Regions from separate parts of the Canis lupus genome. Here region 1 is linked to region 2. The links are chromatin contacts, called in public Hi-C maps. All regions are on one chromosome and are shown on one strand. Each heading gives the region's core, a stretch centred on a gene start, on an enhancer-like site or on the middle of the called end of the contact. The rest is flanking DNA. Distances are from core to core; before and after follow the strand shown.

The links. Hi-C and Micro-C count contacts between places; a contact is called where the count stands out from the background.
Region 1: a Hi-C map of blood shows a contact between it and region 2, with 7 times the contacts expected there. The contact joins the promoter of VPS45 here to the promoter of H2BC18 in region 2. A contact is called at or near these places in 4 of 9 Hi-C or Micro-C datasets (amygdala and blood).

The regions. Positions count from the first base shown.
Region 1 is chr17:59,981,351-59,987,488 of UU_Cfam_GSD_1.0, reverse strand. It overlaps VPS45 (vacuolar protein sorting-associated protein 45), which reads right to left and starts at 2,970. Exons shown (of 15, transcript XM_038562093.1): 1 at 2,747-2,970; 2 at 1,975-2,109. The coding sequence starts at 2,839.
Region 2 is chr17:59,775,357-59,781,732 of UU_Cfam_GSD_1.0, reverse strand. H2BC18 (histone H2B type 2-F) reads left to right here and starts at 3,637. Exons shown (of 1, transcript XM_038562075.1): 1 at 3,637-6,376. The coding sequence starts at 3,780. The coding sequence ends at 4,160. The region is part of intron 1 of H3C13 (histone H3); the gene reads left to right.

The DNA of each region.
Region 1 (6,138 bases), core at 1,721-4,220, 210 kb before region 2:
TGCCCTCATATAGTTATTTAAAAATAAAAAATGAGTAGCACCTGGATGGCTCATTTGGTTAAGTGCCTTACTCGTGATTTTGGCTCAAGGTCACAATCTCATGGGTTATTAGATAAAGCCCAAGGTCAGGCTCCACACTCAGCAGGGAGTCTGCTGGAGACTCTCTATCTCTCTCTTTGCCCCTCCCCCCCACTCACACTTCCTCTCTTGCTCAAATAAAATAAATAAATCTTTAAAAAGAATAAAAATAAAATGTGAAATTTAGAAGTAAAAAGAAGTTGATTTTTATATGGTCAAAACATAAGCATTCCAATTACAGAAGATCATAATGCAGGTTTTAATCTATTTTTGATACCATTAACACATAGTTAAATTTCTATATGAATTTGATCCCCAGTCCAAACATGAAATACAGTTTTGAATGTTTAAAAAAAAATACATACATTTCCTTAGAGAATTAAAAGTAATTTAAGCAATGCACATTGCTTTTTAAATAGGAAAAAGGTTTTTAAAATTGCCATTTAGGTTAAAAAATACATTTAAATTAACTTTATAATATAATCAAAGAAAATAATTTTTAAGGAACACATTTTTAGTTTGAGAGAGTATATGTATATAATTGTGAAAGATGTTTCTCTGATGAAAAATCTTAGGAAATGTTGGAATAGATAATCTCTAAGATCCCTCTCAGCAACAAAATTTCATATGAGCCACAAATGTGAAACAACTGAAAATAACTCTAACGCAGTATTAATATGTTAATTAATTCAGGAATTATTTACTGAGGTCCACTATGTAGAAGGCATAATAGTGTGAAAAAAACAGATACCATCTCTGCTCTCATTGAGCTTATTGCTAGTAAGATAGGCATTAATCAAACGATATAAAACTTCAACTATGACAAGCAATAGGGAGAAGATATTGGTGTGATAAGTACTTATAAGAGGGGGGTTTGACTTGGTCAACAAAACCAGGGAAGATTTGCTGAAGGAAGTAAAGAAGTTTCAAACAGAGGGAAGAGCCTATGCAAAGGTCCTGGAGCATGATGGAATAAAGTGAACTGAAAGATTAATGTGGCTAAGAATAAAAGGGGGAATGGTTTGAAATGAGGCTGTAGGTATGTGGAACTAGTGGAACTAGATCACACAGAACCATAATTAAGGAGTTCTGCCTTTAGCATAAAAACAATGAGAAGTCATTCAAATTTCAAGTGGTGGTAACACGGTCAGATTTATATTTCAGAAAGTACGTAATATACAAGCATTGTCAAAGAGTGCAATTGGAGTTGAAGATCATGAATATAAAGAGAGTATACAAAAATAAGATTGAAATAGTACAGGATTTTTACAGGAAGACTCAAGCCAGACTTAGAAAATGATGGATGAAATGGATAGAAGGCTAAAGAACCTTTAATTAGGGGAAGAGTACAAATAGAGAAGAGGATTGAGCATGTAGAGGGGTGAAAAAAGGCCTAGTTGGCTATAGTAGAGGAGCAGAGATTGAACAGAGGAGGCTGGATACATAAGGGCAGACCAAACCAGCTCAAGGAGGGATTCGAGGGCTGGACTACTGAATATTGATTTAATTATGGCAGTAAAATCAAGCCATTATGTTCCTGTGCATAGATGTGAATAAAATGATATAAACTCAAGATATTGGTGTACATACATAAGTATATAAGTATATAGGATTAAGTGGCAATGGTGTTCAGTGTGATAGTATGGAGGTTAATCCAGGAATAAAGTGATGTGGTCTCTGTTAGAACCAAGTAGCCAAGAACCTAGAAGGCATCTTGGAGGAAAAATTGACTGAAAGGAGTAAACTGAAATGTGGAAAGAAGGGGAGTCAAGGTTATAACTCTGATGAACCAGGGTAATTATGATGCCACAAATGGTAATACAAATTTATTTTGCTTTCTTCATGCTTTCAGATCATCATATTCTGTATTTGCCTGGGCAAATGACAGCTCAGTACCTTCGTAGGTCGAAGAAAACAAATTGCTTTCAGGTGTTTCATGATCTCTCGATTTTGAGAATCAATGCGTTCAAAAAGGTAAACTTCCTTCTGAAGAATCTCTGATTGTGTGTAGACCATACTCACTATGCCAGTCTGTAAAGAAAAAGAACTCATATTATGCTAGTCAAAAATAATATGAACAAGCAGCAACATTTAAGACTTAAAATTTTTTTTCATTTATACTTGGCTGGATAACATAAATATTAACGTATGTAATAACATTTACTGAGCATCCAGAACATGTAGGTAATGTACCGGAACATGTACATGAAAAACATGTTCTCTCTGAACACGGAGAATCCATAAATTTCGAAAAAATTTTTTCCATCACCTTATAGTGTTTTTTTAAAAAAATAATTTTGACCAACAAATAATAGCCTATCGTCTCAGCTCGAGCACTAACAGCTGTATTTTAGAAACAAGCCTGAGTAGAAATAAAAGTCTTCCAAGTGCCCTGTCTCACATATTATTTTTTGGCAGAGACATTTAGGAAAGGCCTTCTGATTCCAGTAAGTCGTTGAGGGGGCGGGGGTGGCGGGGGAGGAAAAACCTCTGGCAATAGAGCAATTTACATTGACAACACAGTAGACAAGCTGCATACAACCTTTCAGTTTCACACAGGACCGACCCTCGCTTCAAAATTCTTAGTTAAATCCTAAACCCTACGGTGGAGCGGGAGTAGCTATGAGGAGGGAGGATTCCCTCACATACTGAGCAAAAGCAAACTCACCGTCTCCTTATCCATGAGAAGTACCTTCATACCCGGTCCGCTGTCCTCTATCATTTTGGAAATGTACTGCTTCACAGCAAAAACCACGTTCATGGTGGCGAACGGACGGCGGAGCCCCACAGCCCTTCTGGTCCCCTTTTTTCTTGCTAAATTAACCCAGGGCCTCTTGGCCGGCTCTCAGCTGCTTCCTCCCGGCTGGGCTCCGGCTTCCGGAAATCCGGGCATCTCCTCGGGTGCTGGGAGTTGTAGTTCCGCTGAGCCGGGCCGGTGCCAGCGGAGACCCGCCCCCCCTTCCCTCTCGGAAGTGATAACATGCCCACCCCCAGCCTGGTGGTGTCTTGAGGCCTGGCTCCCGACCGCTATGGGCCTGGGTCCGGAGTGCCCGGCTGCGGCCGAAGCCTGTTCTGCTGGCTTGGGGACAGGGTACCCGCTCGCCGGGTGGAGGAACTTGACACAGGGCTGGCTCGGAGGCAGGAACGGCAGAGGGTGACCGCGGTCACTATTTGCCATGAATACTCGGGTGGCCCGTGAGGAATTAAGGGAAGAGGGATGGTGTGGTGCTCCCGGCCGCTCGGTAAGGTGTTGGCTAAGTAATGGTCGGATTCGCCCTTCCTGGCTTCACCGTGTCGTGAACAAGGCCAGGACAGTTCTGCCAAGGGAGGCCCGAGTTGGTTTTCTGCAGACCGAGGGGCTCCTGAAAGGGAATATTTGTTGGAAGAGCGTACGAAAGAGAATGCCTTTGAGGGATGTTTCTGGGGAGGCCCCAGACCCCGCCCAGGGCGGGGAGCTGAGTCGGCCCCCGAAGGCCTGCGGGGGGCGAGGGAGAGGGTGAGGCGGTGGGGCCCCGAGTTGGGCGCCCTGGGCGGTTGGCCTCCGCGGTCTGCCGCGGAGCGGGTGCGGTGACCTGGGGCGCTGAACCTGCGGGCAGAAGCCCAGGCGAGAGTCAGAAATGGGCAGGGGCACGTATCAGGGGAGCTGAGCAATGTAGCGTGAGAATTTTAGGGGGAAACTCACGTTTTGGCTTAAGGAACAACAAAAACGTAGCCACAAAATGAATCTTAAGGTCATCAACTTCTTTTTTTTTTTTTTTTTTTTAAGGTCATCAACTTCTAAATGACTGCATTTGTGTTTAATACCCCGAAGGTCTCTCCGTTTTGCCATTTCTCGAAAAGGAGGGAAAATGTTAGTTTTTCTACACCTTTACCCTACGGAATTAAAAAATCAGGAAGATAATAAACAACTTCTGGGTGGCTCAACGGTTGAGCGGTTGAGCCTCTGCCTTCGGCTTAGGTCATGATCCCCGGATCCTGGGATCAGTCCCGCATCAGTCTCCCTGCATGGAGCCTGCTTCTCCCTCTGCCTGTGTCTTTGCCTCTCTCTGTGCCTCTCGTTAATAAATAAATAAAATCTAAACAAAACAAAAAAACAACACAAATCAGAAACTAAAATTGCTTGTAAATATTTCCACTAAAATAATGACCAGTGTTTGTTGGGATCACTTTAATCAATAGGTTCGACCTTACCAAATCATTCTTTCATTATATTTTAAAAAGTATACAATTAAAACTAGACCCAGACCATATTAACATTAATCCGGCTGTTAAGATCACTTTATATACAGTTATCAAATCCCTTAGCAGAGCTCAGAAGCCACTTGAAATACCATGGATTTTTGTCACCTCTGAAATTGTGCAGAATGTGTTTCTTTTTGCTTTTTCTACCGTGTAAATAAAACTTCCCATTGGGCTTTTTAAAAATCCATTTTTGAATTATATTTTAAAAGAAAAGTTATATTAAAATGAAAATGTAGGGGCACCTGGGTGGCTCAGTGGTTGAGCATCTGCCTTTGGCTCAGGGTGTGATCCTGGGGTCCTGGGATCAAGTCCTGCATCAGGCTCCCTGCCTCCTTCTGCTTCTCCCTCTGCTTCTCCCTCTATGCCTCTGCCTCTCTGTGTGTCTGTAATGAATAAATAAATAAAATCTAAAAAAATAAAAATGTGAACTTTAAAGTGGTTATAAATGAGAAAAATGTAATTTGTATAGAATTCTAATATTAACTTAAAATATTACTTAAAATTTAAAACATATTTAAAATACATTACAATTTAAAATGAACCAGTAAAACACCTGGAAATCCTGTAAGTTATCAATATTTGAAAATTCACCTCTACTCTCCTGTCACTTGGTCTTTTTCTTTTACCTATAATTTAGATTTCAGTATAGGATTGTTTTTCCATTTTATGCATTTTTTTAAGAAAAAACAAGGTAAGTCTTGTCTATGAAATTTGTGCTTTTTTAGACAGTAGTCAGCCTGTAAATAATACATGGCAAGAAACTTCATTCTTTTATTTATAGTTGGACAATTATAACACTTTAGAAGAACAGGAAAATGCCTATTTTGATAAGGCTTAGTAATTTATTCCATTGCTCATGAAGTTCCATTGATGTCAGTGGCAGTGTTATTTTGTACATTGATAAGATGCTTCCATAAACATTTTGTACAAAATAGTTATAGATTTAAAGGATGCTGTGATAGTTCTAAAGTTTGCCAGCCTATTGTGTGAATTAAATGAAATAATGTGCAGAAAAAATGTGCCTGGCACATACTAAATGCTCAGTAAATATCAGCTTTAATTAGTTAATTAGTTAATTAAAAAGATTTTATTTATTTGAGAGAGAGCAAGAGAGAGTGAGAGAGCATGAGTGAGGGGGTGGCAGGGGGACAGAGAGAGAGGGAGAAGCTGGCTCCCAGCTAAGCAGAGAGCTCCATGTGGGGCTTGGTCCCAGGATCCTGGAATCATGACCTGAGCTGAAGGCAGACCCCTAACCGACTGAGCCAACCAGGCATCCCTCAGCTTTAATTATTTAAAATCAAAAGGTAGGTATAACTTTTAGCTTATTTTTTACATATGACATTTTATTCCCCTTTGACAAGAAAAATTTTAAATATAATCCAATTTCAGAATTTGTAAACTACAGTTTCCCAATATAATTTCCAGAAGTTTATCTTGCATTACTATACAATAATAGAAGTATTGATGGGAAGAATTGGGCTGCTCCTTCATAAATTGTGAACCATACGATTTTCACCAAGACAAAACTTAGGAGAAATATGCTTCAAGCTACTTCAGAGGCTTAGTGAATACCCAACCTCAAATCAAACAGGGTTTGTTAAGCTTTTGTCACAGTTGGTGGTTTAGTACTGAACTTTATGGTAGCAAAAACAATTACCTTAAATCATAAAGGAAAAATTATTTGCTGGATGCCTGGGTGGCTCAGAGGTTGAGCATCTGCCTTTGACTCAGGACGTGATTCCAGAGTCCTGGGGTCAAGTCCCACATTGGGCTTCCTGCTTGGGGCCTGCTTCTCCCTCTGCCTGTGTCTCTGCCTCT
Region 2 (6,376 bases), core at 2,388-4,887:
AGGGGACTTGAAATTTTCTTACTCTCTATATTATAAAGGCAAAATACATCCCATGATGGTTAGATTCTATATGAATATACATTGTAGGGGAGCAAAATTTTGCTCCCCCGAAATGTGTTTGTTTTTTGGCCTGTGGATTATTTTAGCCTGATTATTTCTAAGAAACAGAAGACTCAAAGAAGTTTTTGTTTTTGCCTCCCTCACAACTGCTTAAAAGAATTTAGATAGAGGACCTGCTCTAGGAAGGGAACTATCACCATAGATAAGGACTGTATAATATTACCTGGTTGTGGTAGATGGGGAGGAACCTAGCAAAGTCTGTTCGCTAAAATTCCTTCCTATACCCCATTGTTTCTGAGTGGCCCGGCAAACATTTGTTTACCAAAAATTTACTCATTTTCATTTTCTTGTGATGGTCTTTCTTCCCTCTGCACTCCCAGACCCCAATCTCTTTCTTAGCTATGGATGGCATATAAACCTCAGTTGCCTGACTGCCTGGGGACCTCATATTCTTATATGATTTTCTCCTCTTAATCGGTCTCATGTCAATTAAATTCTTAGACCAGCCAAAAAAGCTTGAGGGGTAGAGCAAAGTTTTTCCTCCCTGACAGCAGCTTGAGTATCTTATCTAAATGAATGCCATGGCCAAGAATGCACATGTTAAAAAAGAACTCTGCAAAGAAATGTGGACTGCTTTGGGCTGTCATCCAGACCCCCATGTGGTAGTTTCCTCTTTTGATGGTAATAGTTTAGTGGAAGAGTTTGAGAAACATTGAGAAATCTGATGGCACAGTGGGAAAATTCTCCTTTGCTTTAGAATGTACTGCAAGCCTGATGAAACTGAAAATCTATGATGATTTCATTCTTTTGCTTTAGAATATTATGCGGGCCTTCTTACTTGTCCAGGACAAGCCATAGTTTTTCTGAGACTATTTCTTTATCTGTGAAATGAGGAAAGTAACATCTACTTCACAGAGTTGGGATTAAATGAGATAGTGTATGTAGAAGGATTGTTAAATACTGAGTAGTGCTCTCTATGCATTAGTAATTATTACAAAACAACCACAGGAAAGGGTAACAGTTGTTTCACATCAGTTATACTTTTGCAGGACATCTTAGGTCTCCCTAGAGCAGGGGACTGTGCTGTCCAGGGGACTCTTGAAGACATAAAGATAAATTTCTAGGTTGTTTAGTGTTCAGGAAATCTCAAAATAACTTTTAATTTATTTTGCCTTCAGGAGGAAAATGATCATATTGATACCATAAAGTATAAGCTTGTTGGGCCTGATTTTGTCCACAGGTTTGAGGTTTTATAATGTTTGGATGCAATAGTTTTTCAATAGAATGAGCATATGATTGAAAGTTTTATATTAACTTCACAGTTTTAAGATGGTAACCTTACATGACTGTTTTCTGACACAATTTTTCTGAGCAATACTTCAAAGCAAATAAAATAATTAAAAAGCAGAGGATATTCAATTTCCCAATAGAGAATAGAAAACTTTAAGTTGAAACTTTTAGATGAAGCTACTTTATTGAAGAAAATGTTAGCAACTCCGTAATCAACGAATAGTTGATTTGCTTTGTTTACAGCGTTTAATCTGATTGATAAGCAAGTTGACTATTCAGAAACTATTCACCATTGTGAAGGAGAAATTAACGTTCCAGGACGCATATTCCTTTATTTAGAAGCGTTTGGTCTACAGGTCCTAATTGGCCATTGATGGATTGAGAGAAGGGAACCGCATTCCAAGGCGAAAAGCTCAAGAAAAGCGGAAGGCTGTACCTTGCAAGTTGGCGCTAATCAGTACACGACTCCGAGTAGTTAAGAAGTTAAACTTAAATCAATTTTTGATTCCTTCAACTACATATTTTGTTGAGTCACCGTCATACTGTAATGCAACTAACGCGCTTAGCAGTGTCAGGCGCCGAAGAAATGTTAGCTACGGGCTTGGAGTTACGTAACTATTAACTGGAAATACAGGCTGAAACCTAGTTCATGGGTAGGCTTTTATTTCGAAGGAATCTGTTATATTTTAAATCCCAAGCTTGCAAAAACACTTAAAAATTGCGCTTACCAAAATGACACCAATTGCAAGGAAAGGTCTAAGAAGAAAAACAGCTGGGATCGCTAAGATTACAGAAAAGTACGGAAAGGTGACTATAGGGAAAAGATTAGCATAACAATCTACCCGAATAAATAGGATTGAATCCTGGCCAATGAGATCGCAACCTGGAGGTTCCTAACCCTCCCGGCCCAATCAAGACAGGGCTATATCTATAAATAAGACTGCCGAGCGCTTCTTGAAAAAAGCGGGTAAGGCGCCATGGCTCGTACGAAACAGACCGCCCGCAAGTCGACCGGCGGCAAGGCCCCGCGCAAGCAGCTGGCCACCAAGGCGGCCCGCAAGAGCGCGCCGGCCACGGGCGGCGTCAAGAAGCCGCACCGCTACCGGCCGGGCACGGTGGCCCTGCGCGAGATCCGGCGCTACCAGAAGTCCACGGAGCTGCTGATCCGCAAGCTGCCGTTCCAGCGGCTGGTGCGCGAGATCGCGCAGGACTTCAAGACGGACCTGCGCTTCCAGAGCTCGGCCGTCATGGCGCTGCAGGAGGCGAGCGAGGCCTACCTGGTGGGGCTCTTCGAGGACACCAACCTGTGCGCCATCCACGCCAAGCGCGTCACCATCATGCCCAAGGACATCCAGCTGGCGCGCCGCATCCGCGGGGAGCGCGCCTAGAGCCCCGTTTTATCAGAAGGCCACCTAAAGGCTCTTTTCAGAGCCACCCATGATTTCACGAGGAGCAGCTGTACCCGCTTCCCGCCTGGCGCGGGTCGTGCCCTGGTGTAGGGGGTCGAGGGATCCGGGGAAACTCGCACGTGTTGGGTAGTGGGATGCTGGAATCCGGCCTGACTTTTCGGACTGGCGCGTTAAGGGAGCAGCTGAACGGCTTATGTTCTACGTCGTTCTTGCCAAACCTGCCCTTAACATGCGTTGAAGTCTAAAGCAACAACCTTTCTGTGAGGAAACTTGCGGGAGGGAGGACCGTGCTCTACCGGCCGTTTGTAACGTTACAAGCCGCCGCCACGGAATACGTAGTACGAATCCAGATGCAGAAATGAAGTGAGGAGGCCCTCACGTGCTTTAGTGTTCATTAAAACACGGAGATGGGAATCTGGGTCTATCCGCCAGTTCTAAGAACTAGGTCCCTGTCTACATGTTGAAGTCTTGTCCTGGAATGACCTAGTACCGAATACCTTCCTCATTGCATAATGTAAGTGGCGCAAACAGGAATAGGAATTTGAGGGAGCTACCTGATTTTTCTTCTGAGACAGTTTAGGTATTCTAAAAACCAAAAGCAAAACGAGCTTCCACAATGCGTAGGGGAGTCAAACGGTGCAAAAATAAGAAAAAGTTGTCTTTGGCTGTCTCTTCAGATCTCTTACGAACGCAAGTCTACGACTGAAAGGTGAAAACCATCCCCAAATATCTCAAACAGGTGATACTGTACTTTTGCGTAATTTATTGGCTGAGTCTGGGATGGCACACTTTGATTGGCTAGGACGGCATTTACTCTGCTAGCCACTAGGGAAGTGCCAGCCGAAGCTATTATTTACGTGGACTCCACCCCTCTGTGACGATAATGTTGGAAATTAACCAATAAAAGTGCAGTCCTGTGCGAGCCTTCATTTGCATACAGGCTCTATAAGTAGCACGTAATCAAGCCCTTTGGAAGTAGTCCGGATCGCTTTTGGTGTGTAAACGCTGCTATTTGCAAAAATGCCTGATCCAGCAAAATCGGCTCCCGCTCCCAAGAAGGGTTCCAAAAAGGCTGTCACGAAGGTGCAAAAGAAGGACGGCAAGAAGCGCAAGCGCAGCCGCAAGGAGAGCTACTCCGTCTACGTGTACAAGGTGCTGAAGCAGGTGCACCCCGACACCGGCATCTCGTCCAAGGCCATGGGCATCATGAACTCGTTCGTCAACGACATCTTCGAGCGCATCGCCGGCGAGGCCTCCCGCCTGGCGCATTACAACAAGCGCTCCACCATCACCTCCCGGGAGATCCAGACGGCCGTGCGCCTGCTGCTGCCCGGCGAGCTGGCCAAGCACGCCGTGTCCGAGGGCACCAAGGCCGTCACCAAGTACACCAGCTCCAAGTAAGGGCGCGCAAAGGACGCAGTAGAGGCTACTTCACCCCAACGGCTCTTTTCAGAGCCACTTAATTTGTCACAGAAAGGGGCTGTAAGCGCTCGCTAAAAGACTTGAGCTTTTGGGTAGGTGGGGTGGGCCTGTGATCTCGGAAGCGTTTGGGTATGGCGCTAGGTTAGGACCGTGGTTGTCGGAATCTGGAATCTCCCGGAGTGCGATGGTGCCACCTAGTGGCACGGCTCTTACTAATAAACTAGTTCTCAAAGTGATTTTTTTTTTTTTTTTTAAGATTTTATTTATTTATCCACGAGAGACATAAAGGCAGAGACCGGGAGAAGCAGGCCCCCTGTGGGAAGCCGGATATGGGATTTGATTCCAGGACCCTGGAATCCTGACCTGAGCCAAAGGTAGACGCTTAATCAACTGAGCCACCCCGGCGCCCCTCGAAGTGATCTTACTTAGATCTACGGAGTCCACAATGGGAGCCTACGTACCAGTAACTGAGCAAGCAGGTTTAATGAAGTTTAGTAAAGTTTTTATTTGGGGGAGGGGCTGCTGTTCGACTTGGTTTCTTTGCCCATAAACTGTGAGCAGGTTTCCTTAAGTGAGCTGAACTTGTTTTCAGCGTGCGGATGGAGATCTCCGTTTCCCACTCTCCACCGCCTTAATGTCCTTATTAAAAATGTCTGGGTATCCCAAAACCAATGATGCCCTATGCTTTAGTCCTTTGGTCTGCCAGTAAGTCCTGACCCTAGCAATCCTTGCCTAACTTTCTCAGCCTAATGTCTTAACCAGATAGGGATTTTTTTATTTATTTTTGCCTCCCATCCCTTGGGACATTTAATTGGACGCTAACCGGCATTTAGTGGTTAAAGGCCAGGGATGCTGATTAACATACCCTAATGCATAGGGCAGCCCCGCAGCCAAGAATTCCTCTAACATCAGTCCTCAGGCAGTGGTTGGCCAACCCAGCACCCTGGCTTCCTTTCTGTCAGGATTTAATTTTCATTTGGAACAAACTTCATCACCACCTAGCCAACATTACTGCTCTTGGTGAAAGCTGAGCAGAACCCATTTACTGTGATTGCTTACACTCCACAGGAGATGCTCTTTCTCTTCTCCAGGGCAAAGAACTTGTTTCCTCTAACCATTTCCTGGTTCTAAGAGCCACCTTGGTGCTTGGTAAACATTCCCAGGTGCTTCTGAAGTTTCCGAATAGGTTGGAAATGGGGGTTGGGGAGGTGGTTTTTAGTGTTCCCAGGTGTATTTTTAAAATGTTTGGGGTGCATGATGTGCAAATGGCCACAGCTAAAAGGAGATGAATTTCTAAAGATCCCTTAGTTCAAAACTTGCATAACTCAAGACCTTTTGACAGGCTGGTGAATGTTTTACCAAGTAAAACATAGACCCTTAAGGTAAAAGGACTTCGTTTCCAGTTCATTTGTCAAGCTTTGAAACTAAGCTATTCTTGATAAATTTTAAGGAATTTGCTTGACGAGTTTACTTTAAATGAATTTTATTTATAATGGAAGAATTCAAACATCCAATTACAGCTACCAAAAAAAGGGCTGAATATGATTTATTTTTTTCACTGGAAAAAAAGATTTTCCGAGTCATTTTCCCTGGCGAGGGGAATGATTCACTGAGAATTTTAACTTCACAGTGAAATCTTGTACAGCACACTTTATAGTAGGGAAAATTAATAAGGGAAAAGGCGAGGGTGGTCTATTTTCTCAAACCATCAGAGACACCGTCTGGTCTCTCCTAGGATCCTGAAGGATCTCTTTTCCCTGAGGACTAGTGACCATGTTTCTCTTTCTCTTGGCCCTTGGAAGTTGTTAAAGCATCGTCAATTGGCTCACCTAATCAAAAGCTATCAATTACGACGAAAGGATAAACTTCAACACCTCATCCTGAAACCACAGCCTTTTGCCATCTGGCCAAAATTTCCATTCAGTTGTTTGTCTTCCTCAGATCTATGGCATAGCCAAAATGCAGTACACACTGTCCTATAATGCCTCTGAAGTTCCTCTTCCTTTGTGCTTTTGTTGGGTGGTCCTCCTTTAAACTGTAGTACTTCTTGCTCTCAACTACTAGAAGCCTGTCGACCTACCAGTTCTTCAAAGTGTTGCTCAAATCTCCTTGAAGTCTTCCCATCCCATTCTAGGTCACAGGAAGTCTTTCTCCTTTGAACTCTTAAGGCTTTATTCCTTATGCAATGAATTTGC